Linked DNA regions of Mus musculus: regions 2, 3 and 4 are each linked to region 1. A link is a contact called in public HiChIP or PLAC-seq and promoter capture Hi-C data. All regions are on one chromosome and are shown on one strand. The core of a region is the stretch at or near the end of the contact, and the rest is flanking DNA. Distances in the headings are between cores, read along the strand shown.

Evidence for each region. Promoter capture Hi-C pulls out the DNA fragments that hold promoters and counts their contacts. HiChIP or PLAC-seq counts read pairs in DNA pulled down with a chosen protein or histone mark.
Region 2: a contact with region 1 is called in a promoter capture Hi-C map of neutrophils, with 2.8 times the contacts expected there. The contact joins the promoter of Erg28 here to the promoter of Arel1 in region 1. A contact is called at or near these places in 2 of 39 promoter capture datasets (erythroid cells and neutrophils), 3 of 115 datasets of contacts at active chromatin or transcription factors (bone marrow-derived macrophages, large pre-B cells and memory CD8 T cells) and 3 of 9 other capture datasets (adipose tissue, liver and macrophages).
Region 3: a promoter capture Hi-C map of erythroid cells shows a contact between it and region 1, with 4 times the contacts expected there. The contact joins the promoter of Lin52 here to the promoter of Arel1 in region 1. A contact is called at or near these places in 4 of 39 promoter capture datasets (erythroid cells, hippocampal neurons, liver and 1 more) and 2 of 115 datasets of contacts at active chromatin or transcription factors (bone marrow-derived macrophages and microglia).
Region 4: a contact with region 1 is called in an HNF4G HiChIP or PLAC-seq map of pancreatic cancer cells. The contact joins the promoter of Mideas here to the promoter of Arel1 in region 1. A contact is called at or near these places in 1 of 484 Hi-C or Micro-C datasets (the G1E-ER4 cell line) and 1 of 115 datasets of contacts at active chromatin or transcription factors (pancreatic cancer cells).

The regions. Positions count from the first base shown.
Region 1 is chr12:84,967,635-84,974,044 of GRCm38.p6, forward strand. Arel1 (apoptosis resistant E3 ubiquitin protein ligase 1) reads right to left here and starts at 3,215. Exons shown (of 20, transcript NM_178065.5): 1 at 2,995-3,215. It overlaps Fcf1 (FCF1 rRNA processing protein), which reads left to right and starts at 3,296. Exons shown (of 8, transcript NM_028632.2): 1 at 3,296-3,331; 2 at 3,581-3,648; 3 at 5,356-5,427. The coding sequence starts at 3,329.
Region 2 is chr12:85,822,951-85,828,692 of GRCm38.p6, forward strand. It overlaps Erg28 (ergosterol biosynthesis 28), which reads right to left and starts at 1,943. Exons shown (of 5, transcript NM_021446.3): 1 at 1,521-1,943. It overlaps Ttll5 (tubulin tyrosine ligase-like family, member 5), which reads left to right and starts at 1,970. Exons shown (of 34, transcript NM_001081423.3): 1 at 1,970-2,136; 2 at 3,503-3,674. The coding sequence starts at 3,601.
Region 3 is chr12:84,449,189-84,454,863 of GRCm38.p6, forward strand. Lin52 (lin-52 homolog (C. elegans)) reads left to right here and starts at 2,320. Exons shown (of 6, transcript NM_173756.4): 1 at 2,320-2,355. The coding sequence starts at 2,325. It overlaps Aldh6a1 (aldehyde dehydrogenase family 6, subfamily A1), which reads right to left and starts at 1,836. Exons shown (of 12, transcript NM_134042.3): 1 at 1,701-1,836. The coding sequence starts at 1,751.
Region 4 is chr12:84,217,277-84,222,838 of GRCm38.p6, forward strand. It overlaps Mideas (mitotic deacetylase associated SANT domain protein), which reads right to left and starts at 1,605. Exons shown (of 13, transcript NM_001163501.1): 1 at 1,499-1,605. It overlaps Gm46319 (synapsin-1-like), which reads left to right. Exons shown (of 3, transcript XM_030247050.1): 2 at 874-1,838; 3 at 2,207-2,376. The coding sequence ends at 2,288.

The sequences.
Region 1 (6,410 bases), core at 1,965-4,464:
AACTGTGGACTCAGGGGTCTCAGAGACTCTTTCTCTTCAGGACTACAGAAAACACACAATGAACCACTAAGAAGGACTAAAGTAATTCTTTCCCTCACGAGTGTGCAGTCAAAAGTAATTACTTCCCACTTCCATTCAACACAGTCAAAACCATGCTACCTTCCATCCCTATCAAAGGATGGCATATAATAGCTGAGGCTTTAATCGTAGGCTTTAAGATCCCCAGATTATGACAAAATTACAATGCAGCAAAGCACTCTGCTAGCTATGTTCTCAACCCCACAGTTCTCATACTCTGCTAGCTATGTTCTCAACCCCCACAGTGTTCCTCCACTGATTCAGCTCCTTATCAAGTATTAACAATCAAGGATCAGAAAGTTCTCAGAACAGAAGCTGCAAATCGATTTAAAATAAAAGAAAAAAAAAAAAAAACAGATTTCAAGCTTGAGAGGAAAGGGCTTTTCTTTCAGTCCCTGAATTTAAAAGCAAGTTACAAATTACCTAGCTCGGCAATTTTCTCTTTGAGTGCTCTCAATCAAGTGCACAAGGATGCAGTCTGTCTGTCTCTGTCTCTCTTTTTCTCTCTCTGTCTCTGTTTCTTTCTCTCTCTCTTTTCTAATCAGTCTCCAGATGGTTTTTCTTTTTTTAATAATTGACCATGTTTATTAAAAAGGCTAAATACCGGTGGGCAGTGGTGGCACACGCCTTTAATCCCAGCACTTGGGAGGCAGAGGCAGGCGGATTTCTGAGTTCGAGGCCAGCCTGGTCTACAGAGTGAGTTCCAGGACAGCCAGGGCTACACAGAGAAACCCTGTCTCTAATCTCCCACCCCCAAAAAACGGCTAAATGCCTAATCACTAACATGTTTCTTTTTTTCCCCACATTTTTTATTAGATATTTTCTTCATTTACATTTCAAATGCTATCCCAAAGTTGCCTATTCCCTCCCCCCGCCCTGCTCCCCTACCCACTCAAGCCCACTTCTTGGCCCTGGCATTCCCTGTACTGGGGCATATAAAGTTTGCTAGACCAAGGGGCCTCTCTTCCCAATGACGGCTGACTAGGCCATCTTCTGCTACATATGCAGCTAGAGACACGAGCTCTGGGGGTACTGGTTAGTTCATATTGTTGTTCCACTTATAGGGTTGCAGACCCCTTCAGCTCTTGGGTACTTTCTCTAGCTCCTATATTGGGGGCCCTGTGTTCCATCCTATAGATGACGGTGAGCATCCACTTCTGTATATGTTTCATTTTTTAAAAATATGGGTGCTGTTAATTCTACCCATGAATGGTAGCCTGGCAGACACAACCTGTTGTGAAAAGATAAGGAACTCCCGGTGGGGGTAAAGCAGAAGTAAAGTCTCTGAAGACATGTCAATAATAAAATGATTTCAACACCAAAAATTCACAACCCACAGATGTGTGAACAACAGAGAGACCTGCACACATATGAGTCTCTCAAAGAGAACAACAGGAAGGACAGCAGTTTCACATTCAAACCGACACAAAATGACCCGTTATAGAGACCTGAAAGTTTAGTAAGAGTTCTGAGGTTCGCCAACACGGTCAAGTTTCAAAATAGTAAAAAAACACATGAACACTCAAGTGGTGTAACCTTTCGGGCTGGAAAAACTTGACAGGAAATGACTGAAAAGACTTTAATGGCAAGCATCTCTAGGGACGATGCTTATGACTATGAAAACACAGGTCGGTCCTAGTGGTGTCTGGGTAATATAGGTGCTGTGATGATGAGCTTAGCTTTATACACAAAGAAACAGAGGCACCAACTGATGGCCCAAAGCAATGCAAATAAAGCAACTCAAGAGAGGGAGTGAACTGCAGCCAGTCAAACGCCCGAGTCCCATAACCAATGCACTGCCTCGCACTGTTACACCTCGAACACCTCTGAACCCAGTAACACTAGGTCAGTGTCATGCAGTAAGAAAATCACAAGCGAACCAAACTGACCTCTGAGCGTCTAGGGCACAGCTTCAACATCGGTAAAACAAAGGTATCAAAAGAGTCAACTAAGATGAAGTTCACATAGCCTACAAGTCTCATAAACTGCACATCCACTTCCAGGAAAGCTGTCCCTGGCCTTCCACAGACTCTCAAGGGGTAAAAGAAACCTCTCTCCGGATGGCTAAGAACAACTAGAATACATCCTAAAAGCAAAGACAAACAAGCAAACGGAAAACAAAACCAAACACTGCCCAGTTTCGCTTTCTCATTCCCACATATTCTCCCTCTCCCATTAAGGACTGCACACCAGGCTTCACAACGAAGAGCACTGTTCCCCATCACATTCCAGGCTTGCTAAGTAGTTGCACATATAAGCTTCTGCACCTGTTTTTCTTGTGATCGTCTAAAAAAGGCCACTGCGACTGGGATAATTGGCTCAATGAGTAAAATACCTGCTGACCAAGCAAGAAGCCCTGAGTTTGGTTTGCCCAGGATCTGGTTAGAAAACAAGCCGGGGAGTAGTGGGCTTGTCCACTCCAGCACCGGAGGGCAGGGATGGGAGTATCTCTGGGGCTTTTTGGTCAGTCAATCTAGCAAAAACCGGAGGTGGAGGTGTTTCCAGGTTGGGTAAGACAGACTGTTTTCTAAAAAGTGGAAGATAAAGACAAGCAGCTTCCTCTGGCTTCTGCTCTGAATTTCTGCTCTGATGCACCTGCACGCTCGTGCTCGTACACACACACGGGAAGAGAGAGAGAGAGAGAGAGAGAGATGCAGACAGACAGAGACGGAGGGAGAACATTGGGGGGGGATGTCCTCCATCGCTATTACATTCCTCTCTTTCCGAAGAATCTTACGCCCAGCCTCACAAGTTCCAAGCCGGCGAGGAAAACCAATCAATAACCAGAGCCTCAAGGCTGAACTACAGAGCCAAGGCTGAAATGATGTGCCAGAGGAAAACCAGAATGTACTGTCAAACTATGGGACGCCCAGGATTCCCGACCCCTCTGCCCTCGTCCCCTCTTCTCTCGCTCGCCTTCAGCAATTCTGGTGCCTACGGTCGGCTGGGCTCTGCCTCCGGCTGCGGCGTGAAGAAAAACGTTACCCGAACGGGGGCTGCAACGTGGCCAAGTCCTAGTTCTGGGGTCCGAGGAAGCAGCGGCCTCATCCAGCACAAATCCTACCCTCCACCCGCCCCCCAAAAAAATCTCCAGTGTCGATCTCCGCCAGCGTTAGGAGCCGGCTCGGAGCTTTTACGTTTCCCAAAGTAGCTTCCGCCTCCGGGTTGGCCTTTGCCGGAAAGAGCGTGAGGATGACGTAAAGTGTCGCGCTGCGAGCGATTCCGGAAGAAACAGGAGTGCGGCGTGAACATGGTGAGCGGAGTGGGAGAACTTTGTCAGAGAGTTTTGGGGAGCAAACGGGAGCTCAGCCTTTGGCCAGATATAGACTCGGTGCTTCCTTGTTTGTTTGTTTGTTTGTTTGTTTGTTTAATTCCATTCTGGCCTTAGTTCGAAGGGAGTAGGGAGGGGGACTGAGTGCTGTTTGGGGAGGGGCAAGAAAAATAGAAGAGAACTTTAAAAGATGTTTTCAGCTCTTTTTAACTCGAAAACTTCTGTTTCAAGGGGAAGCAAAAGAAAACAAGGAAATATGCGACTATGAAGCGAATGCTCAGTCTGAGAGACGAGCGACTGTGAGTGGTCAGAACCAACTGGTTTCTTAAACTGATCAGAACTACAGAAGTCACGATGGGCTAAGTAGAAACATCTGATGTACTGGTTTCTTAAACTGCAGAAGTCACGATGGGCTAAGTAGAAACATTTGATGTTTTTTTGTTTTGCTTATAATGTCTTAGGTCTGTGTTGCATGGAATTATAGTCACACATTCGGTGGGGCAGGGCATGGTATCGTTGTGGGAAAGCCGGTGAGGAGGTCATACCATGGCTGTCTTCAGGTCCTGCCACCCAAGTTTAAAAAGGACGATGGGAAAAGTCCAAGATAGTCCCATTTTATAAGTTGTAAGAATTCAGAACCTTGCCGGGCGGTGGTGGCACACGCCTTTAATCCCAGCACTCGGGAGGCAGAGGCAGGCGGATTTTTGAGTTCGAAGCCTGGTCTACAGAGTGAGTTCCAGGACAGCCAGGACTATACAGAGAAACCCTGTTTCGAAAAAAAAACAAACAAACAAACAAAAAAAGAATTCAGAACCTTCGAACATGCTAGTATGATATTCCCATTATAAAGAACACTCAAGGGGCTGGTGAGATGGCTCAGTGGGTAAGAGCACCTGACTGCTCTTCCGAAGGTCCAGAGTTCAAATCCCAGCAACCACATGGTGGCTCACAACCATCCGTAACGAGATCTGACTCCCTCTTCTGGTGTGTCTGAAGACAGCTACAGTGTACTTACATATAATAAATAAATAAATCTTTTAAAAAAAAAAAATAAAAATAAATAAAGAACACTCAACCAGTTTCTCTGTATCGGTAAGGACTGGGTAAACAGTTAATTTAATGAAGACTGGGCTTCTTCGTGTTTAAGATTTTCGGAACAAGAGAGTGGTCATTAGAACCTTCAGAATTATTATTCTCAGCTTCTGATGTGGGTTTTTATTTTATCTAACAATGTCCCACTGATCACTTCCTTGTGTTGAGTCTTTATTTTATACGTGTGTTATGTTTCAGGCCTTTATAAATAACGTGGAGAAACTTTCCTCCTAAACTTGTGGTTTGAGTCCTTTTTGGTTTGATTTGGTTTGGTTTGTTGTTGTTGTTGTTGTTGTTGTTGTTGTTGTTGTTTGAGACAGGGTCTCACTAAGTAGCCTTGGCTACCCTGAAACTTGCTATGTAAACCAGACCTCGAATTTTTAGGGCTCTGTCTGCCTCTCTCTCCCTGGAGCTAGGAGGGCCACCATGCCTACCTTGGGATATTCAGAAGTCTTCAGCAGGTTAATAACAACCTCTTCACGGCCTCTTACACGTGGTTTGTTTTTGTTTTTTTTTAGCATATATTATACATAACAATAGATATCATTATGTTATTTTTCAAGTGGGTATATAATGTACTTTGAGTAAAATCAACCCCCATTTATACCAAGAAAAAAGTTAATAATTAGAATTTATTCATTAACAACATCTTGAGTTTATTAGCCTTACTGATTAATTTTTATATTTTCTGGCTACTTCCTGCTCTATTTACTTGTTCTCATAGTATATGTTGATGCTAACATCACAAAGTCCACAACTGGATTTCTTTGGTAGCAGAAAGAGAATGGAACTTGAGGTGATAGAGATTGAGCCCAGGGCTTCACGCGTGCTAGGCCAGCCCCAACAAACTGAAACTTCCAAATGAAATTTCAACTGCATCATGTTTCCCTTCTCTGGATTTGCTTTTTTTGCAGTAAAGAAAAGGATAGGTTGAAGCCTAAGAAGAAAGAGAAGAAAGATCCGAGCGCGCTGAAGGAAAGAGAAGTGTGAGTACTAAAAGCGTCAGCTTGCCTTTCCACTCAGACACTAGAAAGCAGTGGCCCTGTAAGATTCCAGGCTTCCCTGACTTCATTGCTTGTCGAGTGAAAGTGCTATCGGGGGGCACATTCTCATCTCCATGCTTTGAGGTTTTGAATCCCATTGAGCAATAAATTTTCCCTGAAGGCACTAGGACTAAACTTTTTTTCTCTTCAAAAAATCTTTTAAAACAAATAATTTCTGTTGTTTGCCACATTAAAATGTCATAAAAGAGAGACTATATTGCCACAAATCGGTGAGGTTATATATTCTGGATGAAGGTCATTCCTTTAAAATAAGTACCTTTAACGTCATGAAAAATCTGAGCACATTTTGCATAATTTTATCTTCCTGCTCTGGATTCGCAGAGGCTGTATTGTCACCGCAGTTCCTGGCTCAGGAACATCATGAGGTTTTAGATGAGTAGTGGGCTCTGCTATGGTCCTAATGCTAGACAGTCTGTTTACATTCCATCCATTTTAGGGTTCTGAGAATGGCAACGTGCTATAGCATTGATTTTAATCCTGATAACTAGATTCTTTCTGTGCCCGAAGACTAGTCTCCAGATCGAGGAAGAGCTACGTTTGGAATAGTTGTGTTTTTAAAGTTATATCAGAGCTTTCTAGTGAGCCTGAAAATAGCATGCTGTCAACTTTCCTTTTTAAAGTTTCTTTAATTATGTGTATGTGTGGCCACGATGTGTCTCTGTGGGCATGTGCACTTGAGTTTGGGTTTCTGGAGGCTGAGGGTGGAGCACCCCTGGGGCTGGAGTTACAGGCAGTAATGAACACTCAAGGTCGGTGGAGGAACTAAGAGCAGTAGTGCGTGCTTGTAACTGCTGAGCCATTTACTCAGCCCCTTTCCTGCCTACAGTGAAAAAGGGGAAAAAGATGTTTATCTATAGTGAACTTTCTCAGATACTTCAGTTTTCATTTTGTTAACATCAAAATTA
Region 2 (5,742 bases), core at 693-3,192, 850 kb after region 1:
AAAAGACTTGGAAAAGACCTGTCATAGCTTGATGTTGGGTTTCAAGAAAAGTACATTAGCTATAGTTACGGAACACTTGTGTCCTACACTTATATGTGCCCCAAGTATATAACATCTTATTTCACTCACTCCCTACATCAGGATAGGCAGGCACTATTAGTATTTCCACTTTACAGATGGGGATCAGAACCAAGAGCTAAGTGATTTGCTTAGGTAACATAGCTAATATGTGGCTGAGTGCCAGGGTCTGTGGACTCTGTTGCAATACTCCCTCATAGAATGTTTTGATAAAGTTCTCATCTTTTAAAAAATATTTACTTATTTATTTATTTAGAGACAGGGTCTTACTATGTGGCTAGTCTGGAACTCTACATAGATCAGGCTGGCCTGGAACTCACAGAGATCCATCTGCCTCTTCCTCCTGAGTGCTGGGATTAAAGGTGGGTGCGGCCAGGTGCAGCAAAGTTCCCATTTTTTGAGGAAGCTGGTAGGAGAGAGAGCTAGGTTCGGTACTTTTTGTTTAGCTCAAGCCTCGCTGAGTAGTGATTTCCATCAGCTCTAAAGGGATCCCACAGAGACAATTTGTCATAGCCACCATCATATTGGCCCTTCATTTACCTATTGTCAGGCTAACTGCTTTGGCCTGAAAGCTGTAAGAAACTATCAGGCTTCCCTTATCACTGTGGTAATGTTTCAGTATGATTCCCTACTACCCAGTGTATATAGACATCAAGTGAAGTGATGACGAAAAACCAACTATAAAGGGCTCCAGGAGAGAAAGGGTGGACCCAGAGGAAAGAGGTCTCAAACGGGGACTGTCCCAGTCTAGAGATGCTGGGGTGTGCTGATCTTCACAGACACTTACAGCATATGCCAATCTACTTCTTTTTACTTTCTCCTCTCAACACCAGCTTGGGTTATTTAAAAATCCCCCCAGCCCGCCCCCGCACACACTCCCTTTCAGTAGAACGTAGAACTTACACCCTCCATTTATTTCACAGATCTTAGAAATCCCAGAGCTGATGAAAACACACCAGAGCATTTCTGTATGACTCTACCAATTCTTTAAACCCATTCCCTTGGAGTTATGAGGTGGAGAGAGAGGTGGGGTACACCCTTGCCCAGGTCAGCATGGATGCGATACTAATTAACAATCAATAGAGGCAGACTCCTATCCTAGCTACACCACTCATATCTGAGGGGTTCAGACAAGCCAGTGAGACTCTAGAGACTCGGTTTTCTCATCCGTAAAATGGGGATATAAGCCTCTATCTCGAGGGTTACCCGATAATACATGAGGAAAAGTGAAAGCTCGTTGCAGAGCTAGGTTCATAACGACTGCCCGTTCACTCACCCATCCCCAGAATTGACCAAATCTCCATTTTCCTAGCACCTCCTCTTGGACATCGTTTCTAGACTCCTCCACCACCACCTCCGGTTGCTTTCCAGGCAACCCCCACTTTCCTAAATTTTGCAGATAGTTTTACTCGGGTGCTACATCCCACTCCAAATTCTCCTACCTGACGATCCAGTACTACTGCAGCAGTATCAGCAGCATCCGCAAACCAGCTCTCCCTAGGCCAGCTCCGGTCCCAAGTCCACCTGGGCCACTTGTTCCCGCCCCCTCCCTCAGCCCAGCTCCAGGATTGGGTTGTTTTTGTCAGTCCTCGTTCTGATTGGCTACGCTGGCTCAGTTCGAGCAGGCGATAGGGAGTGAACTCCTTTGCTGCCAATCAGCAGTTGCCGCCGCCTGAGCCTCTTCCTGCTACGCCGCTCACGCGGTAAACCCTTCTGTCGAGCGTGGCGGAACTCTGAGTTTGGAGTCAGTCTTTTAGGGGTGGGGAAAACGCAGAGAGAAAAAGGAGCCAAGAAACCTTCTGGTGACAGCCTGGGTTGGCTCTGGTGTCTGAGCGCGCCGTGGTGACGCCATCCGTCAGCGCCCGCAGCCGAGCGTTGTTCGCGCCGCTGGCGGGCGCCTGCGCAGTGGCTCTTAGCGGGCGGTTGCTTGTTGGTTGTTGTAGTAACGGGGGAAGCAGCCTTCGGCGGCTGCGTTGATTCGGGCTGGGGAAGGAGGAGGGAGGTGAAGCAGAGCGTGGTCCCCGCCTGCCGGCCCCGAGCCGTGAGAAGATGAGACAGGTAAACGCCTGCGCCGGCGCGCTCCGGGGAGGTGCGCTCCAGGGTTAGGCGGGCGCCGCTGCGCTTCCCTCCGAGCTCCGGAGCAGCTGTTGGCTTCCGGGCGTGCTGGGCAGAAGCGCTGCGGCAGAGTCGCCGCGTCCTTGCCTGCGGAGCTGCCTGGGGTTGGGGTGTGCTGGGCTGGAGCTGGCGGCTGGTCCCTGTAGGGGCAAGGACTTCCTGAGCATTTATCTCGTTCTACTCTTCAGGGAGCCGAGGAAAGGTGGGCATCCCTGAAGGTTTTAACTTAAAAGACTCTCAAGCATTTTTGGGTAAGGTCGAGAAGTTCCTTTAGGAATCACCCGAAAAGAATCATTGAGGTTGTTTGGTATTACTCATTTCTGCTGAAGATGTGTAGGGTCGGGGTTAGTCACTGTTGCTGCTTGCTGCAGTTGCTTTGTTTTTGAGAGTCTTATTGTATAAGTCAATGCACAGACCAGCAAAAGCTTGGAGAATTGCCACGAATTGATTATCTTTGAGTAGTGACATTAAGGTTAAGCGTTTTCCCTAAACGTTTCTATTTTCTCTATAACGAACATGAAACTTTTTCTCTATGGAAAGTGTTTGAAGTTAGAAGCCTGGGAATTGGAGATTTCCTAATTTTATGTGTCTACTTGATATCCGGATTAAAATGTGTGATTAAAAAAAAAAGTACCAATAATTAGAGTATTTGACTTCCCCTTTCCCCGGCCATTTATGTGATCCCTGCTGAGGAGAAATATTTTCACCACCCTTTTATTAATAGTTCGGGTGATTTGGTTTTCCTAGAAACATAACAGCTTATTCTGTTTGCTTGTGGTAGAGTCTGTATAAATATTGGCAAGGGTTTTGAACCTTGGATTTTTATTTTGATCCTGGTCAGATTTGTTTAGCAAAGAATTTTCTAAACATAGGCTTATCAACTGTCCACATCAGTGCCCTAAAGCCTCTCCTTTGGTGCTTGCTCTTTTATTATATAAAACGACTCAAATTCAGTAACAGCTTTTTAGATACAGCAGAGACAGTATCTGTTTGAAAAAAATTTTGTGTCATACCCTTTTAATCCCAGCAGAGGCAGGCAGATCTCTGAGCTCTAGGCCAGCCTGGTCTACAAGTGAGTTCCAGGACAACCAGGGCTACACAAAGAAACCTTGTCTTGAAAAACAAAAACAAACAAACACAGAAAAAAAATTCTTGATTTTTGTGATATGTGAGGTGCACTGTGGCAGAAGGTAAGCTTCTAGAGACTGGAAAATACTCAGGAATATATTTCTTTTCATCTTAAAGATCATGCAAAAAATCCTGAAGTATGCAACTGCATTGTCTTTGAAGTCCTTTGACTTTCTTACAGGAGTCTGTGCCATCCAAATTGTTTGATCCAGTGAGACTGCAAGGAAGAAAGGTCTCTGAGGCCTCTGTGTGCTGACTGTATGACAGACCCCAAAGGAGATGCCAGTTGTGATGGCCCGGGACCTGGAGGAGACAGCATCGTCCTCAGAGGACGAGGACCTGGCCAACCAAGAGTGAGTGACAGTCAGCCCGCCCTTAAGGGGGGGGTTCCTTTATTCACCTCCAGGTTTCCTTCTTTGTGTTGCCTGGCCCTAGCTTCCATCTGTGTTTGGAGTCAAGATCATATTATTCACTTCCCATCCTTTTTCAGAAATTCGAAGGGTGGGCTTATGTTTCTAGGCCTCTAAGTCAATATCACCTTTAGATGTTCTAAAGTTCAGATAGGAACTCAGGTGAACTTGGTTCCCCACCCCCTTCTGCTTTGTTTTTGAGGTGGGGGTCTCTCATTTCTGTTGCCATACCTCCCACCACATCTGGCGCGCTCTCTCTCTCTCTCCCTCCCTCTCTCTCTCTCTCTGTGTGCACATTTTAAAACAGACTCGCCTGCTTGAGTTTATGTGCAGCATGGGCATGCAGGTTCCTGAGGAGGCCAGGGTACATGGAATTCCTTGGAGCTTCAGTTACAGAGTTTGTGGCAGCTTGATGGAGTGCTGGGAAATGAACCTGGCTCCTCTGCAGGAGCAGGAAGCTCTCATAACTGTTGAGCCATCCTTCTAGTCCCTGCAGTTGGCTTTGTTGTGGGTTTTGGGGGATTGAACATGGGGCATCAGGCTTCCAAGCAAGTACATTTACCTGATGCACCATCTCCTGGCTCTAATAGGTGAACTGAGTGCAGTACGGATGTGGAAGTCAGAGGACAACTTTCTGGAATCTGTTCTCTCCTTCCATCATGTGGGTCCTGGGAATTGAACTTGGGTCAGGTTTGGCGACAAGCACCTTATCCGCTGAGTCATCTTGTCAGCCTTGTGTCTTGACCATAGCTTCTAGTAATTGAAAAATTGGAGATTTTGAAAATTTTAGAGATTGGTGAAACGTTAAGTTCTTAGGCTCTGACCTTGACTCTATAAGTTTTCTCTGAAGCATTTACAGCTGTAGAACGGTGATGATATGAAGGGCAGGCCACACACAGCAGAACCTCTGTGAAGATGCTCCGATGAGAATACTAGAGCTCTGTAGCCTGTGCCGTGTTCATTGAACCACAAGGGCTCTCTGTAAGTTCTTTCAGGTTAAGGGTCAAGGTCATTCATTGACTGTTGGGTCCTCATAATGAAAATGATTAACAGGGCCAACTGTAGCTTCTAGAGATGGTAGAGTAGATCATTTAATATGCACACTGAGAGATTTTAATTTAAAAATATTATTTCCACCTTATTAGACTCACAAATATCAAAGAATCTCCACTTTACAGAGAAGAGATGGATTGTGATTCTAATTTAGCTCTCAGTTTTGAGGACTTTTACCTCTCATAATTTTACTCGATATGGAAGAGAAAAGCTGATAGGCTTATCTAATTTATTTATATATAACTCTAAGCTCTCATATATGTATACTGCACTTTCATCCTCTCCTTCCACTCCCTCTCCTCAAATTCATAGCTTCTTTTTAAAAAAATTATCTTTACATAAATGTACACACACTCACACACACACAAATACACAAATAAATATAATCTTGAGGCCAGGGTGACCTGAAGCTCACTAGGTAACCCAGGCTGGCCTCAGATGCGTAGCAGTCCTCCTGCCTCAGCTTCCTAGTGCTTGAGATTTTAGGCGTGAATAAGTCACTTTTCTTAGCTTAAGCCGTTTCTCAGTCCCTTAGAATACACACTCTAGAACCCGAGTAGCTCCCAGCCTATTTTGAAAGGGTGTGATTAGGTTCAAACTATAATACACATGAAAGTACTTGATAAAGTTATGAAGCATGGTATAAATGTAAGGCATTGTTCTTAGTAGCTAATGCGGTCATGGTAGACTGTATAAGGTAGAAGATTATATTAACAATATTTGAGAAATAGTTACAGCATTAAGTTTCCAGGAAAGGCTTATCATTGTTAGTTCACAGCACATAATGACTTGACAGTGTATTGGGGTCACTGTTTTCAGATAATTAGATGGGTAATTCCCTCTGGTTCCTCTGCTTCATGCGACATCTTACTTCAGTCTACTTCCTTTTACTCATTTTAGAAAGTATTTAATGCCAACCAGGGTTGTTCTTTTACTCTTGTTTTTCCTTTTTTCTTAA
Region 3 (5,675 bases), core at 1,070-3,569, 520 kb before region 1:
TAGGTTTCATTGAAGTGTCTTCAGGCATGTCAGTATACAATGTTGCCTTTCATCCTCTTATTTAACTGCTCTCCTCATTTCCTCTCCTGCTCTCTGGAGGGTTCCCTTCTCAGGCTGGTTGTGAAGGTCTCAAGAGATTTTCCTGCCTGTGTTTCTCCAAAAACTAGGCCTGCATACATGTACCATATGATCACATAGATTAGCCTTTATCAAAGTGTCAGATTACAGTAACTAATTGTTTAAGAACTATTTCTGGTCTTTTTCCAAGTCAGTTCAGAGGTTTCTACAATTTGGTTTTTAGAAAGAAAAAAAAAGTATTTCTTCCAAAAAAGGAGAAATTCTGCTTTTATGCAAAAGACAAAATACCTCAGGATTTTCATTGACTCATGGTGATGGGGTAATGACGAGAGGGGAGAGATTTTTTTTTTATATATATAAAGGATTTTAAGAGGTTGGGAATAGAAAACCTAGAGAGGAAATGCTCTATCTGTTACTAGGAAAAGATACCAGAACAGAAGTAGGGGAGTGAGGTCACGCCAACCTCCAAAGACCTCCAGCTCATTCTCTACACTGTCCCATTAAATGACATTCAAACCTGACCCTTTGGGGACTCCACCAAGAATCAAACACATGCACACATTTCTGCAGTAGATCTCCTAAAAACCTGATGAGTAGAAAGAAATTAAAGTTTATATAAAAGTGCAACAGGAGACATTCCTAGGCTGGATGAGTAAGAGATAGTGTCGCTTAATACTGGATTATGAATCTTGCCAGGAACAGAGCAAGTCTTGCCTCAGATTCTAAGTCCATGCTAAGATGCAAACACAGGGAAAAGCTATAATCAAAGCTGGGGATCGCCGGCATACAGCTTCTGGAACTCTACAACTTCCCTTGCGCGGCGTCCGTGGGGTTCCAACTGCAGCCTAGAAGAGGATATGTCGGCACTTGAGAACTGATTTTCGGAAGGTGTCTTCCTAGGCTCTTATTTTCTACCACCTGTCTGGGGGAATGTTTAGTCTTTTGAATGAAGCAGTATTAGCAAAACCACATGCCCTTATTTACCTCCAAAAGTTTAACTTCGCTGAGAAAGTTTAACTTGGCCCAGGGCTTGGGAAAAACACTAAAAGCCAGAATGTTTGTGAAAACTAACAAATGGCTGCCTTTTTGATATGAAAACCTAGGGTACATGTCTAGGAGATTCAAAGTTCCTTCTCTGATCTTAGTTCCATGTCCTTAATGAGCTCCCATCCCCTCTTGCCTCACATAGAGGCTGGATGGGGGGAAGGGACGCTCCTGGCAAAGGAAAGTACTCTATGTACAGCGACCAAAAGGAGGAGTTTCTGGGGCACAGAGGTGGCTGGTACAGAGGTGAAAGAGAGACCGTGGGAGGAACCAAAAAAGAGAAAGCAAGCCAGCATGTGACAGCAAGGACTGAGCTGGACTGGAGGTGGGTGGGTCAAAGCTAAAAAAGAAAAGGCTCAGGAGTAAAGGGGAGTGGGGAGCAGGCGTGACCGTCCGGGGCTGAATCTCGGGGCCAGGCGGTACAGAGTGACAGCCCTGACGCACGGGTCTGGTGGAACACAAGGGGCTGCAAAGAAGGGGCTGGGCCAAGAAGTCTGTCCGGCAGAAGCATGGTTTAGAGACGGGGCGGAAAGGACCCATTTCTAACATCATGGTCCCTCGTCGCCACCCTCACTCGCCTGCAGGATCCGGGACCGCATTGCTGCCGCTGCCGCCACTGCCGCCGCCATGGCTCACCGACTCTGCCCAGCTCGCCTGCGTCTCGGCTGCCAGTGCCTCCCTTGAAGCAACACCGTTAAGCCACGCCCAGAACACGACCGAGCCTCTCCATTGGAGGGAAGGGCCACTTCCTATAACCAATCACTTGTCGGAATCTTTGACTCCACCCATCATTCCCACCCCTGGGAATAGGTGATTGGTCAAAGGTGGAAGCGTTCTGGGCTTCTCTCACTTTATCCTATTTTTGTTGGCGGAAATATGGAGACGCCCCCTCGACTTGGTACTGCATAGTAAGCACACAGGGAAGACGCCCCCTAACCGGGAACTCCGATTGGCTGTAGGTAGGCTCTCTAAGGTCCCGCCCCCTTGCTAAGGAAAGTAAATAAGGTCCTTGAAGAATTTTGCCTGCGTTCCACTTTAACCACTCCGTGGGTGGGGCTGCTGTCTGGGGTGGGACTAGGCAAATGTTACCCTATGAAGTAGGGAAACGAGACCGGGCTGTGAGCTAAGGATAGGTTATCCCTGCTAGGGGCGTGGCTTGCGGATCCTCGCTTTCCCGCCGACGGTTGGTTACGTCACGTGACATGGGCTGGAAGATGGCGTCTCCCACAGACGGTAAGAGCCGGCTTGGAGATTGTTGGCCTGTAGTATCATTATTTGCTTCTCTGGGAACTTCCTCTGTCCTCACCCTTACTCTTTTTTTCTTGCGCCCCTCTCCTTTCTCTCCCACTTTTCTCCTTTGGGGTATGCCGGCTTTTCAGCTAGCAGGTGCCTAGTACCAGGTCTCCTTGCTGTGTACTAGGAAGGAGTCCATCAACCGGAGTCCCTATGGGGGGAAAAAGGACAGAGGTCGCTCCGGCCCATCGGTGATGCTGAGGGTTCAAAAGGAGCTGCTGAGGGGAAAGGGAACTTTCTTTTTGAACAGGCCCATTGGAGTGTTGGTTCTGTTCTCATCTCAGTAGAGCTGGTACGTATGAGTCTCTCAAGCTCTATGGCTGTGAAGTGTGAGTGGTGACTGACATGAGGTCTAGGGTTCATTCCTCTACCGAGCCGGCAGAGAGAGAAGCTTGTCTCCTCAGTTCAGGTCCGTTGCCTTGGCAGCAGGAGGTGCGGGGACCTGGTTTCCTTGCCCTGAGTCCCGAGGGAGTGAAAATTCGGCTTGTTAATGTCGCTTCTCACGCTTCTCAACTCTTCCTTAACTCGTCACCCCTCTACTTTATGTGTTGTTTCCGTAGGCTGAGGGCAGGAGCAATTCTGCTTATTCTGTCTTCTAAGACGCAAGTCATCTCAGTAGACATATAGGTGTTCTTGATATACCCGTATGCTTTTGCTCGCGGTTTTGCTTTAATATTTGGAATTGCTCTTCTGTCATTATTCAGCATCTCAGTTTATATAGTTATTCTGTTAACTTTGCACTTTGCCCGGGCCACACCCAACTATAAATTCCAATTCTGTCTTATTTCATTAATTTAGTCCTAGGGTTTTTTTTTGGGGGGGGGTTGTTTGTTTATTTTTACTATTTATTTATTTATTTTGGTTTTTCGAGACAGGGTTTCTCTGTATAGCCCTGGCTGTCCTGGAACTCACTCTGTAGACCAGGCTGGCCTCGAACTCAGAAATCCGCCTGCCTCTGCCTCCCGAGTGCTGGGATTAAAGGCGTGCACTACCACTGCCCGGCTAATCCTAGGTTTTAGAATAATGCCTGTAAAGGATTTGGCTTTAAGTTAACGTTTATCCAAAAGTAAAACTGGCCTTGGTGTGTGACCTCTAATTCTAGCTTGGGAGATTGAGGCAGGAGGTTTGTTGCTTCAGGCTTGCCTAGGCTGTAGAGGGAATTGTAGGCAAATCGTGTCTAAAATAAAAAGTTGGTTTAGTTTGTTGGTTGTTTTGTTTTTGTTTTTGTTTTTCCTGAGACAAGGTTTCTTGTATAGTCCTGGCTGTCCTGAAACTTGCTCTATAGACAAGGCTGGCTTTGAACTCAGAGCTCTTCCTACCTCTGCCTCCCGAGGCGTGCACCACCATAACACAGCTTAAAATAAAACGTTTTATTTTTAAAAGTAAGGGAGGAGTGACTGGAGAGATGGCTCAGAGATTAAGAGCACTGGTGCTCTTCCAGAAGTCCTGAGTCCAATTCCCAGCAACCCTATAGTGACTCCTGACCATCTACAATGAAATCTGGTGCCCCCGTCTGGTGTGCAGGTGTACATGCAGGCAGAACACTGTGTACATAGTAAATAAATCTTTTTTTAAAATGTGAGGGGGATGCAGGGGGCTGGTGAGATGGCTCAGTAGTTAGGAACACCTGGTGCTTTTGCAAAAGACCTGGATTCTATTCCCAGCATCTACATGGTGACTCATGACTCGATTCCAGTGGATCTGACCGCCATGAACATCAAGCACACATGTACTCCACATATATACCATGAAGACAAGACAGTCATACCATAACTACATCTGAAAATGAACAATAAGAAGTGAGACTGTAGTTCAGCACTAGGGAGTTGTTGATCATGACCAAGACCCTAAGTTCAGTCTTTAGTACTAAAGAGGATGATTAGATTATATTCAAAAGTAAGGATACCAGAGTTTCCTCCTTTCTAATTCTTTCCTTTTTTTGAGATAGGGTCTCACTGTGTAGCCCAGGTTGGCTTCAGACTCACCATCCTCTTGCTTTCCTACCTGTGCCTCCAGTAAAAGTCTGTACCACTATGCCTGGCCTCTTACCAAAGAAGTTGTGTTCACAACAAAAGAGATTCTCTAGCCTGGGTGTTTTTTTGTTTGTTTGTTTGTTTGTTTTTTGTTCTGTTTTGTTTTTGCTAAAACATCCTTTTCTTACTAGCAAAAAAAAAAAAAAGTGTTGGTAAGATTTTTGTTGTCTTTTTAAAAAATTGGGGTTCATCTTGGTGTCTGTGGAGGTCTCCTGGGAGCAGGATTTCTAAAAGCCAGTATCTGGAAGACTGTGGTACAAGGCCAGTTTTTGCTGGATAAGTGAGGTTCTAGAAGCAGAGAGCATCCAGCTCTTCTTCAAATTGAAGGTGCTGGTATCTGAGAGGAGACTTAATTCTACTAAGACAAAGAGATGTGCTTATGTGTATCAGAAAGTAACACAGTGACTCCTGGAGCAGACCAAACAAAAGCAGAGAATTGTGCTGAGAGATAAGTCTTCTGTGGAGAGATAAGTCTCGGCCCTGTAGAAATGGTAGCAGCCATCGTGCAAAGGCCAGAATCCATGGAATGCTACACAAATGTAAACTAACGAAAAGTAAATAAGTCAAAGAACTTGGGTTTGTGGCATTGCAGTTTCTTGAGATGGAGAAGGTTGGGTAAGTGGATTTTGAACATAGCGCTATTAAGGGGTTTTCCCTACGTGCAAATGGAGAGGGACATCAAGGAGCCTCTTGGACAGGAGGACAGGTAAGCCTTGAAATAGGAATGGTCATTGGTATATGATGGTGGAAGTTGTAGAGAGTAGAGCCAGCACAGTCTGAGATCTGAGTGGAGCAGAGTGAAGGAGGAGTCACTAAGAGGAAACAAGCGCAGCAGTTTCATGAAAGCATCTCATGCTGTGGGAGGTCATAGCAGGGACACATAGAAGTGGGACGGTCTGGCAAAGGGAAGCTTGATAACAGTAGTTTCAATGCACTAGGGACTGAACTAAGAGTTTTATAGGTTAGAGGGTGTAGGTCCTGGGGAGATGATACATTGTAGGTAAGCAGCTAGCTTTGCAAATATGAGGACCTGAGTTGGAAGCCAGGCATGGTTGTACCACCAGCTCTGTGGGTGTGGGGAGGGTATGCCCAGAAACAGCTGGATCCTGAGAGCATGCTGGCCAGCTAGCTTCTTAGTGAGCCACTAATAGACAAAATAAAAACATTTAGCATCCTTTTTGGTGTTTATTGTCATATGCCTATTTGTAGACTTATTACATCCATATA
Region 4 (5,562 bases), core at 355-2,854, 750 kb before region 1:
TGCAATTCTGCTCATTCAAACAGCCCTTCCGTGAAGACAGGATTGGACAGTCATCTCCTATCTCCTTTTCCTGCTGACGTCATCCCACATTTTCTCAGGACAAGTGAAGGTACAGTTCTTGGCACAATGCTCAGGCTGCCTAAGATATTTATTCTGTAGTAAATAGTAAAGAGAGACTGCTTTCCTGAGTAGCCAGACTCTCAGGAGATCAGCAAGCTGTCGGAGGTTAAGGGAGAGGCAAGGAAACAACCATCCAGCAAAAGTTAAAGGGTAAGAAGAATTCGAGAACAGCAGTTCAGGCCCAGATCTGTCCTAAGCATTTGCAATGCAAATCTGCGTTTTGTTCACCACCACCAAGAGCTTGCACAATAGCGTGTGTATAAACATCCACGCCAACAAAGCCTGACTGTGCAATCACGCAGTAATTACAGACCGGCAGAAAGCTGCTGCTAGGGACTGCACTATTCAAGCTCTAGACATCCCATCTCCAACTGTCCACGGCCTGTACACACATTCCTGCACACATCGCCCTGTCCCCGCCGCTGCTACAGCTTCAGGCACAAACCAAGGAGCCCTGGCGCCAGCTGCTGGGCCACGCCAAGACCCCTGCAACTATGCAAAGATGTCATAAACTTCTCAGCTGTTCTTTAAAGACCCAGAAGCACGAGGCTACCGAGGGCGGGCGGCGGGGAACCATCATCAAAGTTCCCAGGCAAACTCCTGCAGCCCTAGCCGTTTTAGAACACAGAAAAGAACAAGATGCCACGGAGTCCACTGGAAGCGGCTTTCTGGGTTTTATATAGAAAACACTCACATATGTACGTGGGTGTGCTGACAGTTTTTATGGCTAAATTGCAAAGTGTTAGGCCTTAGAGAGCTTACTGTTGGGTTCGGGGCTTGGGAGGGAGGGAGGAAAAGTGTAGAGTCGGGAGGGGCTCGTTTCAAGGAGGCCTGGGGGACAACTCGGGTTTTGCTGGTTGGAAATGGATAGGGCTGTTGACCCAAACTTCTGAGTTGCTCTGCTCTTCGTCACTGCAAGGCCGAGCAAACAAAAGTAGAGGGAAAGTTCCTGTAACTTCCTTCCTGAAACCTGGTGGAGGGCGGCGTAGAGGAAGGGAACGTTTCCCGGGGAAACACCGGGAAGGGCTGGAAAAGCAGCTGCACGCAACCCGAAGAGATGGGGCGCGGGGTGTAGGGCTGGCTCCGGTCGCAGGTCCGGGGAGGCCCCTTCCCGGCATCGCTGCGCTCAGGGGTGGCTCCCTGAGAGGGCTAGGCTGCAGCCAGGCCGGTCTAAGTCCCGAGTCAAAACAACCACCTCAGGGGCGCAACACCGGCCGAGATCTCCGCCACCCTGTCCCTCTCCTGCACCCCCACTCCCAGCGTCCCACGACCCGGCCCGCGCCGCCGAACCCCAACGAATTCCGGATCCCCCCTCCCGCCCCGAGCTCCACGTCGGCGCCCCCCACGGCGGGAAGGCCACCAGGCTCCCGCGACTCACCTGCACGCTGGATCCCTGGGCAGCTCCGAGGGGGCGCGGGACGCAATTCGAGCGCGACCAGCAGACTCAAACTTTGTTGCTCTCGGGACGGCGCAGTCGTCACTTCCTCGCCGAGCAGGCGGCGCGGTCCCGGCTGTGACCCAGCAGCTCGCGCGGCGGCGCGCAGGGCTCTGCAGCCTCCTGCCCCGCCCGCGCCCCGGCTCCGCGCGCCTCCGCGCGGCCCCCAGCCAGACCCTCGGTTCCCGGTGCTGCAGCGGCTGTGGAAGCTTCGTCCCTACCCTCACTCTGCTCTTGGGGAAAGTGCGATCGGAGACTTCCTGCTCTCCCTTGAGTCTAAAAGGTGGCGTTGGAGCCTAGGGGCTGAGTTCAAGGGACCCTAGGGGAAAAAGTCCCCCACCTACATTCCTCCTCCCACGCACGCGCGCGCACACATACAGTCGGGAGAGAGGGGAGAGATAATAAAGGTTTTCATTTCATTTGTTATTTGGACTAGAGAGGACATGTGTGAAAGCAGTGTACTATTTCCCTGAATAATGCTAGGCCAAACTCCAATCTCCCGTCCTCATGTCCCTTACAGGTCTGCACAGTTGTCAGTGGCTTTCCCCGGGTGGCACTTGTACACGATGTTACCATGCATTGTATTTCAGGAACTATGTCATCACCCACGTCGGGTCTGGGAAATAGTCGTTCTGTTCCCTTTCTTCTCAGATCCCCACCTCTTCCTTGTGCACTCAAGTCTCAGAATCTCTGGAGCCTGGTGCGTTCGGGTGTCATCATTAGCCAGAAGTGATTTTACAAGGTGGATCCTGGACGCAGGAGCTTCAGGCAATAGTAATTTTGAAGTTTATCACTGCCCAAAATAAATTTTCTCGGCGTATTAAAACTAACATCAACAGAGAGCTGCCTTTTGAGCCTCTGGCGACCAGTAAGAAAGCAGTTACACAGCAGTGCCCAAAGAAAGACTCCTAATTCCCTTAGGTTGGAGAGAGGACTAGGCTAGCCTTTGCTGTGTGTGTGTGTGGGGGGGGGGGGGGGGGGGGGAGGAGACAGCCAAAACTGCAGGGCAAGGTTTTCCTAACAGAAACGTTTAGTGAGGCAGAAGCTTGCTCTGGAAAACAGGGACCCATAAAAGGCCATTCAGAGACGTCCACTTAAGCTGGACAAAATTTTCCCTTTCCCACTTCCAAACTACTCCTACTAACACATTGGCCTGATAATATCTCCCAGACCTCCCATCTCCTCATTGAAGCCCAGAAAGCCCTCTGCTTGAGTACAGGTTTTGTGTCAAAGGTGATGTAAGATTAATGGAAAACAACATGTGGGGATACCCTCACCCCAAGTCTGCTTAATACCTCAAGAGAAGCCACAGGCTCACCCAAAGATGAGAAGCATGTAGACCCTGACCCAAGCTCTCCTGGCAGCGTGAATTCCTTCATCTTGCAGCTACCAGTGCACTGGGGTCTGCCTTTTACCGAGACATTACTATTACATTACAAACACAAAAAGTGCAGTGAATGGAAAATAATATTGTCTTAAGAAGTAAGTATGTTATAGACTTAAGTATAACTCTTTGACATTTTATTATTTCATCATATGATGGAGTGAAGGTATGGCGGAGGTACTCCTCATTTTGATTTTGGAATAGAAGTAATTCCTTACAGCAATGACCAGGCTTCTGAAGAAAACAGTGTTACTCCGTATTTGCTAAGACTGGAATGGAGTATTTTTTTGTTGTTGTTGTTCAGTATTGTAATTCTAAATCCTCTGTGGTAACTTCATGAATATTCAGTGTTTCTGCATGCCCAGGAGTAATTAGCAGAGCCCACAATGTGTGAAGGCCTGACATTCACATCAGCACATACACAATGCTTTGTCCTTGCCTAGTGTGGCATTTGCTGGAAGTCTCAGGACCCTGTGTGGAGGATGTGGTAGACAGCTCCCTGCCAATGATCTCTGCCGCCTGGCGTTCACACCCTTACACAAGCTCTCGTCCCTAACTCTACTGACTCAGTTCTAACAAACAGAATACGGCAAAAGAAATGTGATGTCATCTGTGAGACTGGGTTATAGAGAAAGCTATGGCTTGCAGCTTGGGTTGTCTCTGTGTCTCAGTCTACCTTGCTCCTTGCAAGGAAGGGAAGACAACCATCGTGTTCTTAGACAGCCCTTGGCAAAGGAAGTGAGAGACCTACCAACAACCATTTGAGTGAGATTGGAAAGGGATGTCTCGCTCATATCCCATGTTATCCAAGCCTTCCAAAGTCTCTTAGCCCAGGAATCAGTTTAACAGTAATCTCAATAGCAACAGCAGTGGAGGTGACGGCGCATGGCTTTAGGTAGGCGGAGTCTACAAAGCTAGTTCTAGGACAGCCAAAGCTACACAAAGAAACCCTGTCTCTTTGAAAAAAAGAAAACAAACAAACACCCGCCACCACACCACCAAAACCCAATAACCTGTCCCAGCTAAGCTACCTGGATGCCTGACTCACAGAAATGGTAAAAACAATGAGAAATGTTTGTTATCTCAAGCCGATCTGTTTGTGAGGATGTGTGTGCGTGTGTTACTTACAGACTGAACCCAGTCCCTTGTGCATGCTAAGCAAGGATCTCAAACACTGAACTACTACGGCATCCCCAGCCATGCTGCTCTTCTAGGGTAGTTGTCGAACAGCTGCAGATTTCTAACATAAAAGCCAGCACATAAGACAGTGGGGGGCCTAAGGACAACCTCACGTGTGCGATGATGGTAACTCCTCCTCTGCACAACAGAACATAAAGAAAAAAAAAAAAAAAAAGCAAGGACCCTGAGCAGATTTAAGTATAATACCTGAATCTGAGCCTTCACTCCTTTTGCTGAACAAAGGTTATCTTTCCATTTAAAACTAGGTCAGAGGGTGTGGACTGCTGCGCCATCCCTGGCAGCCCCGGTATTGGGTGTCACCTACCCCACAGCACATGCAGATGTCTTTGAGTCACAGAAATTTACATCTGTCCATGCATTCCCTTCTTCCTCCCAGGGAATCCATCCTAGCTTCCAAGATGCTGGCACTGAGAAGTTAGGCTTTGCTTCCAGAAGGAAAACATGACAGAAGTGACTTAAAACGCTGGCAGCCAGAAAGGGCAGGTGGCTGGAGACGTTTCTGAAACCCAGGAGTTGGCCTGGGATGTAGTTCAGTAGTAGAGCTCTTGCCTAGCATGTCTGAAGTCCTGGGTTCAAGTCTGCCCCCCCCCCCAGACCACCAAAAGACAAAACAGAAAAAATAAAGCAAAGAAAGTTAAGCTACTTTGGGCTAGGGAATATTGCCCATGCCTAGCAAAGCATACAGTTTTATGTTTGATTCCCCAGCCCACCCACCCCCTCAAAAATAAATTAGCTAACACAACTGAATTCAAAATAAAAACTGAAAGTCATACCTGATGACACAAGCCTGTAAACCCAGCTATTCAGGAGGCTGAGGCAGGAAGGTCACAAGTTCAAAGCCATCCTGGACATCTCGGTAAATCCTGCCCCCAAATAATAAGAAGTAAAAAGAGGCTATAGTCCCCGGGTGGGGTGCCTGATTAGCTTTCCTAGGGCCTGATGTTCAATCAATTCTCAGTACTGTAACAATAATGGTAATGGTAATGATAATAAATATGAAAACTAGAAAGAAAACCGTGAGATCCTGAGAAAGCAAGGCACCAGCTGGCTCCCTCTGATAGGAATCACTCTCCTGCTGCTTCCCGGCCGGGAAGACCAGGCTAGTCACGTGACTTTGTCTTTTGCTCAGCGTGGTTTCTCTCTGGCTGGGGCATATTGTTTACTTTTAAAATACAAAACAAAAGTTTTAGGAAAGTAGGAAAGATGTCATCCTCCATTAGCCCCAACCAGGGCAAGCATCTGCCCGCGATTGCCCTAATGTTCCCTCCCCGCCCCCAATCCCTCCAGCGGAGACTGGCAATTGGACCGGCCATTTCTAGTTTCCCTCCAGAGACACCAGGCTCTGATGTTTCTCATGTGCAGCGGCTGCAACCGCTGGGTTGCTACGCCGTCATCCGGTTGCTATGACTCGTGAGGTGGTGAA